2 separate regions of the Mus musculus genome follow, and region 2 is linked to region 1. A link is a contact called in public HiChIP or PLAC-seq data. All regions are on one chromosome and are shown on one strand. The core of a region is the stretch at or near the end of the contact, and the rest is flanking DNA. Distances in the headings are between cores, read along the strand shown.

Region 1 (2,700 bases), core at 32-2,531:
CTTTCTTTTTTTTCATGGAGATAAGATCTCAGTGGGCTGGCATGGTTCTCCAGGGAGCCCCAGGGACCAGCTTGTCCCTGCTTCCCCAGCTCTGAGATTACAAGCCTGAGCTGTCTCTCCTTGCTTTTTTCCATGAGTTCTGAGGATCGGACCCAGGACCTCATGCTTGCAATGCAAGCACTGTGCCAGCTGAGTTACTGCCCTCTCTCTCCTTTGTGTTTCTGACAGTCTTGCTGTGTAGCTCAGGGGAACCCATGCTTCTCCCTCTCCTGTGTAGTGCTGGGATTAAGGCTGCAAGCCACCTCCAGTTCTTAGTCTTTTAGTTCTTCAGTTCTGCTGTCAGTGCAAAAGCGGCTGTAATAGGAAGTGAACAAATACATGGTCAAATAGGAGTTTATTCACAGAAACAGATTATTCTTGTTTGTGTCTACAGTACATAGTATACTGGTCTATCCTCTCATTTACCTACTTATATACATTTATAAGATTGCAAATAGTTGTTTCTGAGGGCATTAATAATGCCATCACCTATACAACTTCTGGTCTTTTGTTAGTAATTAAATTTTTTCCTGACTATAGATCTTTTCTTCTCCTTTACATGCCTATTAATGAAAAAAATTTATTTTATGTGTCTGAGTGTTTGCCTGCATGTGTATATCTGTGCATCAGTCCATGGTTCTCATGGAGGATATTGGATCCCATGGAATTGAAGTTACAGATGGCTGTGAGCTGCTATGTGGGTGCTGTGTTGAAACTGAGTCCTTAGGGGAAGAGCAGACAGTGCTCTTAATGGCTAAGCCATTTCTCCAGCCCTTTCCTAATGATTGTTAGACATGGCTATGTTAGATGCTGAACTTTAATGTACATCTCTGAGGTGTTAGATTTTTTGTTTTAATATATAGTTAAGATTATTTTGATGGTCTTTGAGACCGATTAAGCCTTAGCACTGTGAAGTCCCTCTGAGGACTCCCACCTGTTACCCAAGGTATCGTGAGATCTCTGTATTCCTTGTGGGTGTGGGAATATGCACTGTTTTCATCTTGTGTAAGTGCTGGAAGTGTTTAGTCTCCCGTTGTCTCCTGGTTCATCCTGAAGCGTTTCCTTCCATACATTATGCATATTAGCTCTGGAGTGTACCACCCCACCCCCCCCCCCCCACACACCGCCACCTTTTCTTTTCTGCACGTGACTTCATGAGTTCTACCAGCTTAGCTGTTTCATACTCTGATCTCATCTTTGGGTCCACCAGACTCACATTGGCTTCCCCTTTTGTGTGTCGTAGAATAGAAAGTGCCTCTGGTGTGAGCCTGGGGCACTTTAGGTTCCTTTACTAGTTTCCTTTCTCAGGAGGGTCACAGTTTTGAACTATTGTTTAGTGTGTGAAACTGTTCTTTCAGATTATTTTGTCTGCTTTTCTAGTTGATGCTATCGGGGCAATTCCCAAGCCAGTTAATCTTTTGTGCACAGAAGGCAAAATCTCCCTATTATTTATCTTGAATTCACTCCATATTGGCTTTATTTCCTAGCCCTATATTGAAATTGATTTTCAAAACTTTCTCCAACTCAATAGTATATAAAATGCAGCCATGCGTTGCTTAGTGGTAGTGGTATGGTTTGGGGACTGGATGACTAAGCCAGTCAGTCCTGTGACTCTGTTCTTGTGTGCTTACACAGACTGCTGTGTGTGTTCATCATGGATGTAGCCTCTGCACACAATCAAAAGATGTGGTGAGCAGAAGCAGTGTGAAGCTGATGCATTGTGTTTTCCAGACCTTAAAAATGCTGTAGAGGTAACTTACAATCTGAAGTAATGATTGCTAGCAGAGTGAGCACAGGCAGAAATATCACCAAGTGTTGTATACTGTGCATAATTTATATACTGTGCTTTTATATGACTGGTAACATGGTAAGTTTGTGTATACCAATATTACTATAAACTGACTAATGTGCTGCCCTTGTACAGTATGTTTGCTGTCACATCACCAGGAAGTGTTGACTCTCAGCCCTATCACACAGCCACCATGTTCTCCCCAACAGTTCCTGTCAGTTGGCTTCTTAGGTTTTATCCCTGTTTCTGACCATGTTAGTCTGTGTTGCTGGTCCCTCTCCATTTTGTCAGCATATAAGCCTTGGAGAATCCCGGACTCAGTTTTAGGATCTTGGTCTTCCTCCATCTGTCCTCAATCTCTCAATGCACTCTCATGGTTTTAGCACATTTCTTTATGGCAGAAGGGTCCTGTGTTCATATTCTGAGCTTTCCCACAAGCTCCAGATTCATATACATTTGCCACTTGACATAATAACATATTACAGTCACATCTATATATGTGGACAGCTTGATATACCTGAAGATGAATTCTGGATTTCCCTGTTTAAACACACACACACACACACACACACACACACACACACACACACACACACACACAGAGAGAGAGAGAGAGAGAGAGAGAGAGAGAGAGAGAGAGAGGAAGAACACTACACTAGTAACTACAATCCTGATTGAATCACTACTGTTCTAGATATTCATCCAATCAATCAAGTTCTTCCGGTTCCCTGCCTGAATTATACTTTAAATCCAGTTGCTCCTGATAATCTGAGGTATCATCTCCCTAGGTGAAGGCACCATGTTTCTTGTGTGGACAGCAGTTATCTTGTTTTACCCTTGCCCTTTGAAGCCTTTTCCCCATGTGACATCTA
Region 2 (2,731 bases), core at 178-2,677, 1.0 Mb after region 1:
CGTCATATAGCTTGTGAATGACAAACAGAAATAAAAAAGGAAAGGACATGACTGGTCCTAGGTAGTGGGGGAAAGTTCACTGTAGATAAAAGGGAGAGCATAGCCAGAGGCAGACACATCTGGCAGAGTCCAGAGTGAACAGCATCCTGAGCTGGGACATGTGAGGAAAGGGGGAGGGGGGAGGAGAGAGCTAGTCCAAGAGGTCAGGAGGGTAGAGGGTAGGAGACAGAATAGCCAAAAGGACTGGCTTAGCAAAATGGCTGGATTACATAAGGAGGGTAGCTGGGGGAAGGGCAGCCCAGGACCTGGGCTGGAGAGGTTCAGGGTAGGGGGCAGGGCATGCCAACCATACCCTGTCATAGGTAAGGACCTGCCAGCCAGGTTCACTTTCATATGTTAATGGCACCTCAGCCATTTGTCCTGATTTGAGACCTAACAGTTTGCAGGACAGTTCCTGTTGCCCGGCACCACCAGTATCTTTAGGAACCAAGATTTCATTCAGACTTCAAAGGCTCCTGAGGGGAAATTGGCTTCTGTCATTTCTACCCAAGGATAACAGTTGCACCCTGGGTGGCTCATTGGACACATCCACTCCGTTTCCACAGGAAGGGTGGTCAGGAACCTGTTGGGGACTTTTCTCATTTCTACCTCTGTCTGTAAATTGAGACAGATGAGCATTTTTTTTTTTTTCTAGGCTGGATAAAAGAAGCCCATCGACAGATACGCAGGGGGAGGTGGATGCTTTCTGGCAACTAGCTCTGTCAGAGAGATACTGCATTCCCTGGCTGGCCACTGCGCTTAAACTGGGTTTCGCTCTCTTGTTCTCAGGACGGCTAACTTAGAGTCAGTCTGTCTCCGTTTCTCAGCTCTCAACACTCCCGGCACACAGGATTTCAGCTATGATTATGAATCGACTCTTCCATGTTAACCCTTCTCTTACCTTCCCCAGACTGTTTTGGCTGCCTGTTTGAGGGGCTTGCTGGGCTTGGGATTCAATAAGCATCTAGCAGGTTCTATCTATGGGACAGGACCGTGCTAGGAGTTTTCACATACATTTCCTTATTTCCTATCCAAATTGCTCCTGGTGCTTCATGCTCGTTCCCTAGAAAGAAACTGAGTCACCAAGAGTTCTAAAGGTGCCTAACCAATACCAATACCGGTGCTGATAAAAGAAAATGCATCTTCCTCGAGCTACCACTGACCACTTCTGGTCGGGCGGCTCTGACGTCCCTTTCTTGTTCCACTGTGAAGATGGCAGAGGCTGATGTGATCATGAGATTCTTAGGCATTGGAGGAAGTGTTCTGAGAGCAGATGGCAGAAATTGCCAACCAGACACCCCCTCTTCCCCCCCCCCCCCATGGCAGTACTGAGTTCCTTTCAGGAACCTTTAGCCAATCTGGTTTTCCCAAGTCTGAAGGGCCAGAGGCAACTATGTGCCACTGGGGTGCAATGGCCCTAAGGCAGGGTCAAGGTAGGTGAACCTTGCCCAGTTCCTGTTTGAAACCAGAAGCAGAAAAAGGAAGTGGCCAAGGCCAATTCACAGGAGAATTTTCTCCTCCTTTTAATTTTCCTTTAAATGTTTTTTTTCCTGAGATAGTTTGTGTGCCCTAAAATTTACCCATCCAAAGAACACAGTTCATTATTTTGTGAACTCCTCTGTAAACCAGGTTGGTCTCGAACTCAGAGATCCACCGGCCTCTGCCTTCCGAGTGCTGGGGTTAAAGGGGTGCATCTTCACTGCCTGGCATTGTACTACATTTTAATCACTTGGCACTCACTCCCCATTTTCCCCTGGACCTTTTCATATCACATACAGAATCCAACAGCATGCCATCTCTGTGAATGGCACCTGCCACTTAGCATGTTTGTAAAGTTCACCTCTATTGAAGCATAAATCAATAGTCCCCCCCCTTCTTCCCTCCTCACCCCCCTTTTCTAAAATGGTCTCATGTAGCTCAGGCTGGACCTGAACTCACTAGGCCGTTGAGATTGGCTCTAAACCGTTAATCCTGCACCTACCTCTCAAGTACAAGGATTTCGGTGTGCACCACCATACCCTGCTCTGTGTGTCTTTTCCCTTTTTGGTGGCATAATAACCCATTGTGTCAGTTTACCATCAACTGAGTTGCCCACAGCTCGCAAGATCTTTATGTGACTGTGAAGTCCCTTCTTATGTGATCTACCCAGCCTGCCCTCACGTGGGTCTCCGTTCTAGTGTCTGTGATAGTCACTGCCCTTTGTTTTATATGGCACAGGCAATGTACATTCTCCTTTTATATACATGTCACCTCCCCCCTCCTCCTCTTCTTCCTCCTTTCCCTCCACCACCACTTCCTCCTCTTCCTCCTCCTACTTCTCCTTTGGTTTCTCTGAGTAACAGCCCTGGCTGTTCTGGAACCCACTTTGTAGACCAGGCTGGTCTAGAACTCTCAGAGATCTGTCTCCCTCTGTCTCCCGAATGCTGGAATTAAAGATATGTGTCTCCAGACCTGGCTTTTATAAACGTTTTTTGAGAGAGGGTCTCACTACATAAACCTTCTCTGGACTGGAACCTGACATATTGGCCAGAACTCAACAAAGGTCAGCCTGTCTCTGCTGGTGGAGTGCTGGGACTAAAGGCTCACAATACCATGCCTCACCCTGTACATGCAGTGTTCATTTCCATACATGGTACTGCCTTGGCTATCATTCTGCACTTTCCCCTTCACTGACAGAATCCATGCTGCCATG

Evidence for each region. HiChIP or PLAC-seq counts read pairs in DNA pulled down with a chosen protein or histone mark.
Region 2: a contact with region 1 is called in an H3K27ac HiChIP or PLAC-seq map of microglia, with 6 times the contacts expected there. The contact joins two enhancer-like sites. A contact is called at or near these places in 1 of 484 Hi-C or Micro-C datasets (bone marrow-derived macrophages) and 2 of 115 datasets of contacts at active chromatin or transcription factors (T-cell acute lymphoblastic leukemia and microglia).

What each region holds. Positions count from the first base shown.
Region 1 is chr12:79,318,245-79,320,944 of GRCm38.p6, forward strand. All of the region lies in intron 5 of Rad51b (RAD51 paralog B), which reads left to right. Among named protein-coding and RNA genes, the nearest start is that of Rad51b, 22 kb to the left of the region's middle. Within about 2 kb of position 1,282, at least 13 of the 459 cell types and tissues checked have an H3K27ac peak or open chromatin away from gene starts, as enhancers often do. A contact at or near this core is called in bone marrow-derived macrophages and microglia, where this site is marked.
Region 2 is chr12:80,324,799-80,327,529 of GRCm38.p6, forward strand. No RefSeq gene overlaps it. Among named protein-coding and RNA genes, the nearest start is that of Gm29952, 55 kb to the left of the region's middle. Within about 2 kb of position 1,428, at least 26 of the 459 cell types and tissues checked have an H3K27ac peak or open chromatin away from gene starts, as enhancers often do. A contact at or near this core is called in bone marrow-derived macrophages and microglia, where this site is marked.